3 separate regions of the Mus musculus genome follow, and regions 2 and 3 are each linked to region 1. Evidence: chromatin contacts called from public HiChIP or PLAC-seq data. All regions are on one chromosome and are shown on one strand. The core of a region is the stretch at or near the end of the contact, and the rest is flanking DNA. Distances in the headings are between cores, read along the strand shown. Region 1 overlaps Tprg (transformation related protein 63 regulated). Region 2 has its middle 64 kb from the start of Trp63. Region 3 has its middle 130 kb from the start of Trp63.

Region 1 (5,129 bases), core at 1,010-3,509:
TAGTATTTCTATGCATGCTGCCTCATGTCTTAGTCAAGCTGTCAAGAACAAGGCTGATTCGGAGGAGTACAGCCAATAAGGAAAAGGCCCAGAATCTCCCCACAGGCCTTCTGTTCTTTTCTTCTTGGGGTAATAAAAAGACATACATACACACATACAACACCTTCATCCTAGCACATATTTGATAAATTACCTACTTATGGGCTATGACTGTAAGAGTCAACTATGACTTCAGTTTCCAACATACACTATTCACTAAATTTTCCAGTTATATTCTTGAGAAAATATAGTATTCTTTCTTCAAAGAAGAAATTAAAATAGTGATCAAAGCTAAGCAAAAATATTCTAGAAACTCTGTGCCCTGTCTTATGGTATGGATGCTAAGTGTTCTCAGGAGGGCCATGTGGTAAAAGCTTGGCCACAGCCTATAGCAGTTCTTGGACATACTAGAACTTTCTGGAGATGGACCCAATAAGGTGGAGTTAGATTACAGGGACACCACCTTGAACTTTGCCTCTCCTCTTTTTGCTTTCTGGTGACCATGACCTGAGCAGACTTCTTCATCAAACACTTCAGCCATGGCTGCCTCATCTCAGGCCTCAAGACATGACCAAGAGATGACATAAACTATAAAAACTGAGCTAAAAATAGATCTTTTCTTTTTTTATTTTAAGTTCATTTAAGTATTTTCCTGAGTGGACAGCCGGTTGAGACACCCTCAACACCTTGGGCCTGGTGAAGTCTGCGTGATACTATCAGGTTCCATGCCTCAATGAAGAACACCTTCTATATTTTACACATGAGAACCTCTAAAAAATAAAAAAAGATCAGTCTCACAAAGCTTAACTTCTATAAATATAGAACTGCCCACCCCAAGTCCACAGTGATGTTGATCTGGAAATGCATCCAGTTTAAAGACATATAATTACATTCTGGGGCATTTTTAAAGAAAAAAATCATTTCTGTGGCCAAACTTAGGAACTGTATCCCATATCCCAGAGGTTTCACTCCAATGGCTGTGAGTAGCCCTCTGTTTCCCAATAGCTACAGGCAAACTGTCAGTCTAGCTAAATTAGATAAGGAAGGACGCTCATTTCCTTGGACTTCAGACCAATGAAAACCTTTCAACTATAAGAATTTTTGCAAGAAAGGATTTGAAGTAGCAAGGCATCTGTATCTCAAAATAGGCTGTCATCAGGCCATTTTCAACATATATTTTTTTTCCTTCTGGCTTCTAGACAAACACAACACGATTTCCACATAGGAGTGGGCAGACAGCACCTTCGTCATAGTCTTTGTGCTGGTCAATGGAAAGACCTTGGGGGCAGCTTCCAATATGCCTGGGCACGTTCACAATTTTTGTGGCTTTTCTCAACAGTGTTTTCCAGTTAAGAACTGTGAACATTTCAACCACAAGCTAAGGGCCCCCCAATAAAGGTCTATGTCATGGAAGATGGGGTACACTGAACTTTAAGAAAGCCAACACTTAGGAAAGATAGCGATTTTTTTTTCTAGGCTAATCAGTGGGGAAAAGAAAGAGAGACGGAGACCAATTAGACAGCAAGGACTGAACAACCTATTCCGATCGTCTCCTCCATCCATCTTTGTGCAGGGACAATAGTAATAAGCCTGGGTTGAGAACTCGTGTCCCCAGTCTTCGTGTGACCCCCCCCCCCCCCCCCCAGAATGTGCTCTTTGTCACTGTCTACCAGGATAATCAGCTCAAGGAGGACTGAAATGAAGGAGAGAGTGAACATTTTTCAAATTCTGGATCTTTGGAGAATCCTTCCTGTAGCCTCCTCTGAGTGAGCCCCCTTCACTCCTTCTGTGCCACCTGGGTCACAAGTATCAGCATTTGCCACACGCCGTATACTTAATACTTCTCCAATCTCACCGTTTGCCCCGGAAAAACGAATACTTCACACATTGCTCCCCAGAGCTCAGCTCTGGCATGCTTGGCACACTGCAAGAACTGAATAGATACTGAATTAATGGGCTGACTCCTAACTCCATGGAGATAAGGAAGAGAAGGGGGAGGAGGGCGACTCTTAGAGAAGCTGACTTCCACTTCACTCAGGGAAAATCATGACAAGCAAAGTCTTCCCCAAGTCAATTCTGTTTTACCAGAAGTCCTCTGAGGCTGGACAACTAACAGTCCGGATGCCCGAAAAGGGAAGTCTGCTTTGAATGGTCACCAGTTTACTGATTCTGTGAGTATTCCATTCCAGGCCATTAGCCTCCTGGTTGATCTATGAGAAGAGTCTCTCGCGCCACCTTCCTGTAGGAGGCGGTACTGTCTCCCAGGTCTGTCAGCATCTGAGCTGGCTACTGAACTCCACTGAGCTCTGGCAGTAAATTTAAAGAGAGAACTTTGAGCAGGAGAGGTCTGCGGTTGGGAAATCATCTTAATCATCCACGATTGAGCGGATTTGATTAGAAGAGTGATCTCAGCAGTCAACATGAAACCTTACACAGACAGTAGGAGTCTCCGATGCATTCCCAGAAGAAAATCCCCGCAAATGAGATCTGAAAATCGGTCATATCCCCTTTTTCTTTTTTTTGAACTGTCACTTTATGGATTCGAAAGGAAATTCGTGTACAATCACAGAGCTAGTGCCTTGTAGAGTTGGCACAAAATTCAGCTGATTACAAGGCCAGAATTCATTTCGTTGCCCAATGCTGTGGAGCCCACTATAATATAACACTTAATTATACAGGTTTGGCAATACAAGCCAAAGCATATCCCAAACATAATAATAGATGCTTAAACTACATATGGGAAAAGCATGCTATAACTTGGTTAGCCTATGACGTGAAGACATTCTGAAGGGACTGTTTGCACTGTTTTCCCACCAAGGGCTGAGTTGTACTCTTGTACCAGGTGGGGAGGGTTAACTGTGCTGTAAACTGTAAAACACATGATCTCACCAAGAGTCCAAACCAAATTCAAGAGACTGCATATGAGCAAACCACTAGGCTTTCCAATAGAGTACCTGCTTACACTGACCAACATCCCTGAAATGCTGTTATTAATTTCCGTCTTTACTGATGAGAATTGGCTGACAAGAAATAAGAGTCAGTATGTGAAGCCACTTTGCTTTGTGATCCAAGCCTGAGTTTTCCTGAGTAGTCAGGGCCCCACAGTTGTTTATGTCTCTGTAACTGTAATTTTACCTAAGTTGCTTTGCCCTTCTGGGTCTTATATAGTCTCTATGGGTCCCTCTATCTCCAGAATTTTTCTGACACAAATATTATGATTGGGAGAAAAGGATTTATAGGTCAATAATGTAGAGAAGTAATGAAACAGTTTTCTTTGAGGCTGTAACCCCTGGTGGGTCAACCACAGTCCCCTGGAAAGTCACATTTCCAGGACTACATGGCAATGCAAATTGGACTTGATGGGTTTAAATTAATGAAGAGGAAACAAAGTTAGGTGAGTGGGAAAGGTCTGGGAGGAGTCGGGGGAGGGAGATGAATATGTTTTGTGAAATTCTCAAAGATCTAATAAAAATGGCAAAAAACAAACAAACAAACTAAATGCAAGCACAATGGCCAGGAGAGTCAGTTCCTTTCTGCTAGATTCCTGTAACAGCTTATAACAACTGAGGGACCTCAGTGAAGGAGCAAGATGGCCACTATGTTTTATGTGCATGTGGACGAGCTTCAGTTATATACCATTATGGGTACAGCTGCGGCTGCAGCAGCCATCACCCTAAATGGAGCCAGGAATCAGCAGTTCTGAAAGATGCACAGCCTCAACATAACAGGGCCATTTCAACTCTGTACCCTAGAGCCTAAGGCTGTGCCTCTCCTTTGATGCAACTCAGAGAACTCATGTGTAAAGAAAACAACCCATCTCTTTACAGAACTGTAAGTGTAGTGGGAAACACCCTACACAGCCTAGCAACAAAGAGACTCAAGATGTCCCAGTATTTACTGTTTAGATGGTTGTTTCATAACAAGTGTCCTCAATTTCTTTATAAAATTCAAAATTAGCTATCATTTGTCTCTGCCCTGTGCCTGCGTGCGTGCATGCATGCATGAATGTGTGTGTGTGTGTGTGTGTGTGTGTGTGTGTGTGTGTGTCCCACCAGGACAGAGGTAAGTGTGCAGAGAATCTTGCAGCTCTGCCCTTCTGCACTTTCCTTAACCACTGCTGGAGCACGTCTGCTGCCACCCAGCAGCTGCCGGGGTAACTACATGGACTTCAGATATGCTGCATTTTAATGTAACATTAAAGATTGACAGCAAGCGAGAGCAACTCAAGAGAACAAGAACCCAAGATTCTAGACTCTAGGACAGATTGCTAGAAAAGAGCCAGCTCTGCAGAAAACCACTTTCTCCTTTGAGCCCCCAAGTCTTTAGTGGCTGCTCTAATTGTGCTTCAGGCTCCTGTCTGTCCTGACACCATTGCCCTGATACTGGAGGCTAACAGCACTTTCAGAAGAAAAGCTTCATCTCTAATATTTCCTTGTTATCCAGAGGAACAGACTTTGACACAACGCAAAGCAGGTGTCCTCGCATTATACAGTGAGTGCCAAGTAAATTTAGGGTCTGCTCAGGCATTCCTCGGGAGGGGTGAGATCCATCCTGATGTGTACCGGAATCCCTAGGCAGCAACTTCCTAAGGAGGTATTTCTCATTTAAATATAACTTCTTGGCAACCAAATATTTATCTGGAAGAAATTGGGAGTGGTCTTGTCCAATCAGGCACCTGGGTTTAGTCCACTGCTCAAAAATAACAGGATTGTGGCATTTGGGGAACGCCTCCCCACAAAAGCTTGCCAAGAAATAGCTCCGAGATCCTACAGCATCCACCCATGCTTGTCAACACGCCTCCCTGGTCATTATGAGTGAGTGGACAGGGCCACACCCAGGATCAAGATCAAGTCCAGGGCATTCTTGGCACTGATGCCCAGAGGCAAAGTCAGGGTGTGCGTGACAAAATCCCCTGTTGCCTGTCATCACAACTTGTGATACAGCTTGACCTTTTCTGAGGATGGTAGGTCTCTAAACCCCATGGCAATTCTGATTCAGACTCTACACCCTTTCAAGCAACTCTTGAGTGATCTTGTGCCTTTAAGAGGGTGAGAACTCAGAATTTTATGTATAACTCTCCTGTCAATCCT
Region 2 (5,129 bases), core at 1,710-4,209, 240 kb before region 1:
CTTGTATATATAACTGTTTTATATCTGATTCTGTAATGTCCTATAATCTCAACTTTAATAAGTCATTTAAAAAACACTGTCTGGTGTTTATGTGGAGGGGGTTGCAAAAGAATAAAAGCATATGGAGGCCATAGTATAATCTTAGGTATCACTCTTCAGGAGCAGTTCACTTGGGTTTATGATACAGGGTCTCACATGACAATTAGGTGTGGCTGTCTAGTCAGAAATTTCTGGATTCATGTGTCTCTACACTGGGATTATAAAAGCACAGGACCACTCCGATTTGTGTATGGATTCTGGGAATTGAACACAATCTTCATGTTGGCGAAGTAAGCACTTTACCAACCAACTAACTAACCAACAACAGCAAAACTCATCTCCTTCCTTAGACTTACCCTTGGTTTAGTGCTGACAGCAGCCATGTGCTGACACCAAACTTGTCAGTAACCCCACTATAGTCTTCCTCTTTTCCAGACTTGTGAGAAATAAACTTGTTGTGCATAAGCGATTCTGTCCATAGTATTTTGTTATAATGGTCTGAAAAACAAAAGATAATTTTCACTGAAACAAAGTGACAATTGCTTGAGAAGAAACATTTATTCACCCTGAATTCAATACTATATAATGTACATATGAATTGAACCACCATGTGGTATGCCATTAATAAATATAAATTATATGTTTTTATGCATAAGTGAATAAAACAAATTTAATTTCGAAACAAAAAGCTTCTCAAGATCACTGATCCCTTTTGAGAGTTAAGAGCCCAATTTTGGTTAGCATCACAGATATGATCTTTCCTTTGCTTAACTCTGGGCACTTGCCTGCTGTTGAGCCAATGCATAGCTTTTAGCTCTGTGAGAATGTCCGTTTGAGTCATGCGCATTTTGTCCCCAACTAAAACTAACTGTGAAGCTTCATGAAGCTGCCTAGGATGTCAGCACTTTGTTTAGTGGCAAGTGATTTCTAATGGAGGTGGTCACTGTGCAACACAAAGATATTCATATTCATATTCATCTCCATATTGTTTGTCTCAGGCTTTCTTGAGCAGACATCAAGAACTGTTAACCAGGCCTCTATCTAGCCTCACATTTCAGCTCCTTGCCTCAAATTTTCTTCCACATGAAAGATGTCATAATGGTTTTTAGTCAGGTCCATACACTGAGAATCCTTCTCTTCTGATGTCTTCTAGGTTATCATTGACTAAAACATCATATATTTGGGGCTTGTACTTAAAAATCAAGTCATTCCTGTGATTCACCAAGATGAGTTGGTACAGTACCCAAGGGGGTCTCCCTTTTACCAGAGCAGAAGCAGGGAGAGGATTGGGGAGGGCCCATGTGTGGGGGAGACTAACAGGAAAGGTGGGTATGAGAATGTAACATGAATAAATAATAAATTATTGGAAAAAATCAAATCACTCCACTTATAATCCACTTGAGTGTTTAATTATATTTCAGATCTTTCTATTGTCATAGATGCAGCCAGAGGTGCGATGGATGGTGTGAGAGTTTGGGCTACATATTCATACAGTATGCCATTCCTGGCCCATGCTCAAGTCTGGCTTCCAAAGGCTACCATGTTCTCATTGTGTTCTCAGCCTCAAGTATCTCTTGCATCTCATAATGAACAACTAGCAAGGCTATGGGGTCCTTCTGACACTATTTCACAAGTATCTCAGAATATAGTAATAAATAATAATAATAGCAACAATGGTAATAATAGTCTTATAATTATAAGTAGTTCCAAAATCACAGCTTGAGTTGCTTGTTGAAGCACTTTTCTTTACTAATGACTCGTAGAATGTCAAGGTTGTATAACTTTATTAAGGTTGTATAACTTTCTCAAGTTGTGTACCTGTAGCCTTCTATATGTTTCATACTGTGTATCTCCCACATTATAGGGTCTATGTATCATTTGACATAAAAGGCAGGGCAGAGTAGATTAGGGCTAGACTGGATGTCAAACTTTCTTCTGTCCCAGGCCTAATTCAATACTGAGAGTGCTCTGTGTCACTTAATATGTAGACTATTTATTATTACTAAGTGTATTGTTAGTGCCTAAAAAACTCCACGAAGTGACTTACTTTCTCTTATGTGGGGGTACAAGAAATAAAGCAATTTGTTCATTTCCTTGAAAAGATTATCATAAGTTCAACCAATCACAAATGAAGAGCTCCTATATTTATGGCTCAGGGACCATGGTAGAATAGGAGGCAGAAAGATTTTAAGAGGCAGATTGCCAAAGTATGGTTTAAAAGAATACTTAAAAGCTGACCAACCCTTCATTGCTCTTAAACGTGGAATAATTTCCACTAAGGCTGGGCTATCTGACAGAAATAGTATGTCTGAGAGGTACGCTCATCATGACACTGCTGATCATCAAGAAATACTAATTGTATTCAGAATGTTCCCAAATGACTTCCTAACAGCAGACTGAACAATGTCTGAATCCCTCTACATTTCTTCGTACAAAAGGCCCTATGACACATAACACCCAACATGTAACTGAATCATCCATTCTCTCCTTGAGAAACTCATTAGTGGTATAACACCAAGAGAAAATTACCTAATTAATTCCTACAGTTGACAGTGTGTCATGATATCACAGGATTCTAGAGGAAGGACTGGGTATTTTACCAGGGAGATGAAGTTGGAACTTGTTATAAATGAAAATCAAGAGAGTAAGTAGAGGTCATCATGGAGGACAAATATCAAGAGAAGAGCCTAGAAATGAAGGGAATGGGATGCAATTTACTCCCTTAAAAGGCATCCTTTCTACTGTATGAGCCACGAGCTATCTCAGCTTACCATTTGTACTCTCTGCTGACTGCACGTTAGCATGTACCTAGACGTCAGATTTCAACTGATGAACCTCTCATCCCACTGACTGTATATAGTGTGATTCAAATGGAGCATTGAGGAAACACTTAGGCAATCAACCATGAAACCAAGTGGGTAAGCATCTGGTGCTTTCAAACTACTTCAGCCCCACAACAGAGACCAAAGGACTGCTGCAATCACTTGCTCTTTACACTAAAGTAGAGACTCTTGCATGGCATGAGCCTTGTATCTAGTACGTGTTACTCTGAATTGGAAAGTCTGGGTTGGGGTGGATACTGTGCAAAATGCTGGTGTTACTCCAGGCAACACATGTTTATAAGACACTGTTCTAAAGCACTGGTCATCAGGCAATATATAAGCATACATCTTACATCTTAGGTTTGTTTGCTTATTAATTAATTGATTGATTAGTTAATCAATTAATTTGGGTGTTTGTTTTAGGGCTTTATTTTTGTGTGTTTGGGGTGTTTGGTTGTTTTTGTTTCGTTTGTGTCTTTTGTTTTTGAGACTAGGTTTCTCCATGTACCCCTAGCTGTCCTGGATCTTATTCTGCAGACCAAGTTGGCTCCAAACTCTCCTGCTTCTGCTTTCCAAGTGCTGGAATTAAAAGCATGCAGCACCGGGTTCAGCAATTTAGTATAATTTTTAAATTAGTATTTAATTGGGATTCAGCTCAAGGAGACACCTCAAGTCCTGACACTATTACTGAGCCTATGATGTGCTCACAAAAAGGGGTCTTTCATGATTGTCCTCCTAAAAGACCCAACAAGCAGAAGCAAATATTTACACCCAACCAATGGATAGAAGCTGGGGACCTCTGTGATTGTATTACGGAAAAGCTAGAAGAAGCTGAGGAGAAGGGTGACCCAGTAGGAGAATCAGCAGTCTCAACTAACCTGGACCCCTGAGATCTCTCAGACACTGGGCTACCAACCAGGCAGCATACACTAGCTGATATAAGACCACCAACACATATACAGCAGAGGACAGCCAGGTCTGGACTTAGTCAGAGAAGATCCACCTAATCTTCAAGACACTGGAGGCCCAGGGAGTGGGGAGTTCTGGTGGGGTGGGCTATGGGGGTGGGGATATTCTCTTAGAGACAGGGATGGGGAGGAGGTTTGGGATGTGGAACAGTCAGAGAGAACTGGGAGGGGGATAAAATCTGGACTGTAAAAAAAGATTAAATAAAATTGATATAGCAGGGCAGTGGTGGCCCACTCCTTTAATCCCAGCACTTGGAGGCAGAGGCAGGCAGATTTCTGAGTTTGAGGCTATCCTGGTTTACAGAATGAATTACAAGAGAGCCAGGGCTAGACAGAGAAACCCTGTCTCCAAAAAAAAAAAAAAAACAGACAAAAAATTAACATATATACATTTTTGTAATTACAATAAAAGTTCCCTAGAATTAATTATAAAGTTAAAATATAAGGGTATATTTTAACTGAATTTCATTTAAAAATAAAATGTTATGTTAGTCTAAAAAAAAATTAAAGTAACTTAGATTGGGCATGATGTCACATACCTTTAATCCCAGCACTTGTGAGGCAAAGGCAGGTGGATATCAATGAGTTTGAGACCTACCTGGTCTATATAATGAGTTCCAAGACAGTGATGGGCTCTATAGATTGGCCAAGATAACAAGAACAATACTATTCATAGTAACTTGGATGATTGCTTGTTCAAGTAATAATTGCATCATAGTATGAATATTGACTATGACATTGTCATACTTGGTTGTCAGCTTGACTATATACATGCTATTAACCAAAGCCTACACTGCTGAGTATACCCGTGAAGGGTTTTTTGTTATTGGGAAGGCTTACCTTAAATCTGGCTCACAAGTTCTTGCTCTTTGCCTTCTCTCTCTCTCTCTCTCTCTCTCTCTCTCTCTCTCTCTCTCTCTTTCTCTCTCTCTCTCCCCCCCTCTCTCTCTCATTTATTCCTTCACTGGCATTAGAGTTTACTTCTTCTGGATTCCAATATATACTGAAGACTATCTGAAACACCCAACCTTATGGACCAAACAATGAGATTAGAATTTTGGACTTTCCATTGGGTGATAGCTATTTTTTTGAATAGTTTGACAGCTGTCTGTAAGCCATCATAATAAAGTACATTTTTATAATAGTCATCTTATCACTTCTGGTGTTTTTTAGTGAATTGTCTTGTACAATTGATATTAAAATAACAACTCAACAAATCACTTAAACGAGTCTAATAGACTTTAAAAGCAATAATAATATGACATATTATACACATCTTTTAAAAAATAAATAAGAAACC
Region 3 (5,129 bases), core at 1,897-4,396, 170 kb before region 1:
AGATGGAGAGACCACCCATGGTCATGCATTGGTAGGATTCTTATTCTGAAAATGAATTTTGCCATTCTGCCAAAAGCAATTTACAGATTTAATTTAATCTCTTTCAAATTCCAATGCAATTCTTTACAGAAACTATAAAAAAAAATCTTAATTTTTATTTTTGCTAAAAAAGACTCCAAAGACCCCAGGAAACAGTTTGTTATTTTTTTTTAAATACACACAGATACACATACAAACACACACATAATCCCAAGGTGGCTAAAAACAATTCTGAACTGTGAAAGATCTGCTGGAGGTATCACTATTCATGATTTTAAGTTATAGTGCAGAACTACAACAAAAACAGAAGGAATCTGGCTAAAAACCAGGCACATTGGTGAATCAAATAGAACCACAGGCCTGGATATAAATCCACACATGTTCACCTCTTCTTGACAATGGGGAAAAGATTCAAAGAAAACACACTTCTTTTAAACAGCGCCTGTCCAACTGCATATCTCCCTATAAAGGAGTGAAACTAGAACATAACCTCTCCCACTGCACAATCCTCAACTCCAACTACATGAAGGAACGACTGCAACAGGCAATGTGATACCCTGGATATAAAAGAGGAAACCAGAGAATAAGATTGATCTTATAGTCACGGCAAAATCCTTATCCAGATGACAGCTCAGGTCAAAGAAGAAATCAAGATATAAATTTTTTAAAAATCCTGGAACTAAATTAAAATGAAAACACAATATAATAAAACCTCGGGACACATTGAAGTTAGTAGTCCTGAAAGGAAAATTTAGAGTTCTAAGTGTCTATTGTTAACATTAGAAAGAAAACAAATTAATGACAACCTTGTGACTCAAAAAATTTGGAAAAACAAGAACAAATCAAGCTCAAATCCATTAGATGGAAAGAAAAGATAAAAATCAAATCCCCAGTTAATAGAATAAAGACAAAGAAAGTGATAGAAAAATCAATGATATTAAGAGCTTATTATTTGATGGGAAAAAATACCAAGCTCCACAGGCTCTGGGCACAAATGACCAAAAGAAAGAAAGAGGACACAAATCAAAAGAAGCAGAAACAAATAGGAAAACATTACAGTAGAAACCAAAGAAATGCAGGAGATTCGAAGGGAATATTTAAAAACCTATACACCATTAAGCTGGAAATCCTAAAAGAAATGGACAAATTTGTAGATTCAGTCATACCACCAAGATTAAACCAAGAAAGCAATAACCTAAATAGATCTTGAAATATTGAAATGGTAAAAAAAAAAAAAAAAAAAAAATCCTCCCTCTCTTTGCAAAAAATATCCAGGTCCAGTTCAGTTCATAGCAGGATTCTACCAAACTTCTCAAGATGTTTTGTTTATTTATTTATTTTTTTCGAGACAGGGTTTCTCTCTATAGCCCTGGCTGTCCTGGCACTCACTTTGTAGACCAGGCTGGCCTAGAACTCAGAAATCTGCCTGCCTCTGCCTCCCAAGTGCTGGGATTAAAGGTGTGTGCCACCACTGCCCAGATCCTCATTCCTTTATATTTCCCAGTTTTAAAAATATAGTCTACTGGGGCTGGAGAGATGGCTCAGTGGTTAAGACCACTGACTACTCTTCCACAACCACATGATGGCTCGCAATCATCTGTAATGGGACTCCATGATGCTCTCTCCTCTTGTGTCTGAAGAGAGTGACAGTTTAGTCACATATAGAAAATAGATTTTACAAAATTAAAAAATATATGGTTTACTATTATAGTCACTTAGGAAAAAATTGTATTTGATTTATGTGTATAGAAATGCTTATTATATGATATTCAACCTAAAATACTATTAAATATGAGCTATAATCTTACTCCACAAAAATATAGCTTTACATATACATCCATCCATCCTGTGATTAAGAAAAGACAGGGGTAAATAGATTTAAAAATAAGGGCTGCATTCTAATTCTAGAAATGCAAATTGAGGTTTTTCTAAGAATTAAGCATTTATAGACATTATTCATCAGAAGGGTGACCACAGCAAATGTCACTCATGTCCACACTGCAGACTCATCAAAGATCTTTCCAGTCTCCTTTGCCACTCTTTTTCTCCACACTGCGGCTGGATCTCTGAGAGTCACTTTGTGGTCATAGAGGCCACCCGATCAATGGCCCTTCTTCAAAGCCCTTTCCCTGCTTCTGAAGTGGAGTTTGACATCTTTGACATGAGCCACTCAGTTCTCCACTTCTGACCCTGAGAGACATCTGAGTTCAACCATCTCTTTTTCTCTACGCAAGTCTCACATGTAGGTCAAATCCAACTTGCTGCTCGCAAGGACTTGACTCCTGCATCTTCTCCCTATGGGCCTGGCATGATATATATATTTTTACTTGTCAAGTGGCAAAATGTCTCAGATTTCCAACAGACAATCTCTTGACTTTGCTAAGGATGAGTAGTTTATTTGCTTCTTCTTATGACCTTCATATCACACTGGGATTTCAAACCAGTTACTGTTGTTTTTAGTAAATCTAAACTGAAATGACTTTCTTACAGAATTCAATAAAGGTGTCGTCTACCGCTTTGTGAAATGCTGTCCTTTCCAGCTTTGTCTTCTCACTACTGCATTTACTGCTGAAGAGCTTGCCCAGAGGAGCTGTGTAGCAGGAGCAGTAGACAAAATAATTCACAAAGACGTTAGTTTTTAAAGTCTAGTTGCTTTGATATCCTGATAGATAGACTATATAGAGAGAGCATGTGTGTGTGTGTGTGTGTGTGTGTGTGTGTGTGTTTGTGTGTGCGTGCATGCATGCTTGTGTATGCATGCACACGTGGAGGCCAAAGCTTGGGCACTGGACTTCACGAGCTCTCCATCTTGCCTTTTGTTTCTATTTGGGTTTTGTTTGTTTGGTCTCTTTCTTTGTTGACTGTTTTTTTGATTTTAAGACAGAGCCTCTTACTTGTCTGGATTAAATATGAAGATTGCCAAGTCAGCATTCTTGCCTCTGAAGCATATTTCCTAGGCCTGTGATTGTGATCAGGTATTTGACCTCCCAGAACTCTAATTTCTTCCTCTATAAATAACCAACGAACACACCCCATACCCGTGTCTGTGGATTCTTGTGTTCCTCGGTCCGTAGCAAGGCACACTACTTCCTTCCTTTAATCACACTGTTCCATCTATTTGGCCTGACCACATCCTTCCCAGGGAGCAAGAATATAAATCTCCTTGGTTGAAACATAGGCTTCTTTGGGCACAGTGGCAATGTCTCTGCTTGAAAAGCTGACCCTTGGGCTCTGGTTAAGCTAAACACTAGCCGAGTAAATGTTGAGTCCTCCCTATGTAAAACCTTGAGTCATAGGGGCCTGTGTTGGTGTCTGTGGCCTGTGTTACCACTGAAGATCATTTGGATGTCCACGGTTTGTGCTGCAGCCTCAAGTTATGTTGATGTATCTGGGCTGTGCTGCTTCTGGGGGGTCATATTGATATGGTTGACCTTCACTGCCACCTGGGACCATAGTGATGTCCAGGCCCATGCTGTCACCAAGAGCCATGTCTGGGTTCATGGTCCTATAGCACCTTGGGTCTGTGTTGACGTCCATACCTGAAGGCTACCTGAATGTCTTTGCCCTGTGCTCCAAGGACAGAGATGGTATCCACGGCTTGTGCAGCACCAGAAGATCTGGTTGATGTCCATGGTCTGTACTGCCATAGAAGACCATGTTGAGGTCAATGCCATGTTCATACTCCATACTGTCACCAAAAACAAGGTCATGATCCATGCTCCCATTTACTGTAAAGGAAGGTACTCTTGCCATGGTAATGACAACTTGCAGACTCACGACAGAGACAGAGACAGAGAGACAGAGAGAGACACACAGAGAGAGAATGTCCTGTGACAACCCCTACCCTGACCTGACCCCACAAAATAAAAGTCTAGACATAAAGCCATTGAAGAGAAGTCTTAAAAATTATGATAACAATGTTCAAGTGGAGCTCTCAAGAATTGATGGCTTCTCATGGAGGTGTGGGTGGGAAAGGACTCAGTTTTCCTTAAGCAGCAAGCCATTGGGAGTTTGATCTTGTTCCAGTGAATCAGAGCAGCACAAATGGGACCTTCTCCTCCTCATCCTCCTTGTCCTCCTTGTCCTCCTCCTCCTCCTCCTCCTCCTCCTCCTCCTCCTCCTCCTCCTCCTCTTCCTTCTTTTTGTTTTGTTTTTCTTCTTGTGGTGGGTGGTGGATTTGGAACTGGGAAGCAGACCTAGCAGAACAGGGATGTGAGGGAGCTCAGAGATCACAATGTGAAATTCCCAAACAGTTGATAAAATTATTATGGGAAAAAACCCTCCATCTCCTACATTCCCTAAAGCCTCAGGTCTAAAATGTAACCTCCAAACCTACTTCATAGCAGACTAAGCTGTTGGATTCCTGTTGAGTTAATATCAACACTTCCTTTTCCATCTGCCTGGTGCATCTTTGGTGAGTATACTTTTCGCTGAAATCTCTGAAAAGGAAAAGAAATGAATGATAGCAGTCATATTTGGGCACCAAATCTAACATGTCCTAAGCCATATCCAGAATGCACCACTTGCCAGCTCACTGGATCTGGGGGCAATACCTATAACAGTCATATCATTCAACTCATGGTACTTGTAATATACAGGGTCATAAATTAAATGACTTTGACTCTCTGTGCTTGATCCCATGTTTCAGGCAAAATGTTTTATGGCTAAATATCTGAATGTTTGCTTAATAAGATAATAAAATATAATATAATAAAACACACTGAGGATTCCATGCTTAGTAAAAATATTCCTGTTGTTCAGTAAGGAAGTAAAAATAAAGGAAGAATGCTGATATCTCCTCCGGGAAGACTTACTCTGTGAAATGTTCTAATTACACGCATTGAATGTTGATTCTTTGACCTTCAAGCAGCTCATTTTGGTGAATAAAGGAAAAGTAATCATGACCAGAGTTCCCCACCTTCACTCACAGCCCTTCCTTAATGGGCTACAAGAAGGGGAATGGAGTGTTCACATCTCCTCAAACCTTTCATTCTGAATTGTGTGTCTTTTGGATTCCCTGTGCAGGACTGAGGTCAAAGTCTGAAGAGCCGACTTAGCTAAGTGGAAAGTGTGGCACTATGGAGGGACTT

The links. HiChIP or PLAC-seq counts read pairs in DNA pulled down with a chosen protein or histone mark.
Region 2: a RAD21 HiChIP or PLAC-seq map of pro-B cells shows a contact between it and region 1, with 5 times the contacts expected there. The contact joins two enhancer-like sites. A contact is called at or near these places in 1 of 39 promoter capture datasets (the 3T3-L1 cell line), 2 of 15 datasets of contacts at CTCF or cohesin (large pre-B cells and pro-B cells), 6 of 484 Hi-C or Micro-C datasets (3T3-L1-derived adipocytes, the HL-1 cell line, embryonic fibroblasts and 2 more), 2 of 115 datasets of contacts at active chromatin or transcription factors (embryonic stem cells and kidney) and 1 of 9 other capture datasets (embryonic stem cells).
Region 3: a RAD21 HiChIP or PLAC-seq map of pro-B cells shows a contact between it and region 1, with 3 times the contacts expected there. The contact joins two enhancer-like sites. A contact is called at or near these places in 2 of 15 datasets of contacts at CTCF or cohesin (the NIH/3T3 cell line and pro-B cells), 9 of 484 Hi-C or Micro-C datasets (the AtT-20 cell line, ECoMG myeloid progenitors, the F1.1 cell line and 4 more) and 2 of 115 datasets of contacts at active chromatin or transcription factors (both in embryonic stem cells).

What each region holds. Positions count from the first base shown.
Region 1 is chr16:25,374,026-25,379,154 of GRCm38.p6, reverse strand. The region is part of intron 4 of Tprg (transformation related protein 63 regulated); the gene reads right to left. Among named protein-coding and RNA genes, the nearest start is that of Tprg, 90 kb to the right of the region's middle. Within about 2 kb of position 2,259, at least 33 of the 459 cell types and tissues checked have an H3K27ac peak or open chromatin away from gene starts, as enhancers often do. A contact at or near this core is called in pro-B cells, where this site is marked.
Region 2 is chr16:25,616,886-25,622,014 of GRCm38.p6, reverse strand. No RefSeq gene overlaps it. Among named protein-coding and RNA genes, the nearest start is that of Trp63, 64 kb to the left of the region's middle. Within about 2 kb of position 2,959, at least 2 of the 459 cell types and tissues checked have an H3K27ac peak or open chromatin away from gene starts, as enhancers often do. A contact at or near this core is called in pro-B cells, where this site is marked.
Region 3 is chr16:25,547,743-25,552,871 of GRCm38.p6, reverse strand. No RefSeq gene overlaps it. Among named protein-coding and RNA genes, the nearest start is that of Trp63, 130 kb to the left of the region's middle. Within about 2 kb of position 3,146, at least 4 of the 459 cell types and tissues checked have an H3K27ac peak or open chromatin away from gene starts, as enhancers often do. A contact at or near this core is called in pro-B cells, where this site is marked.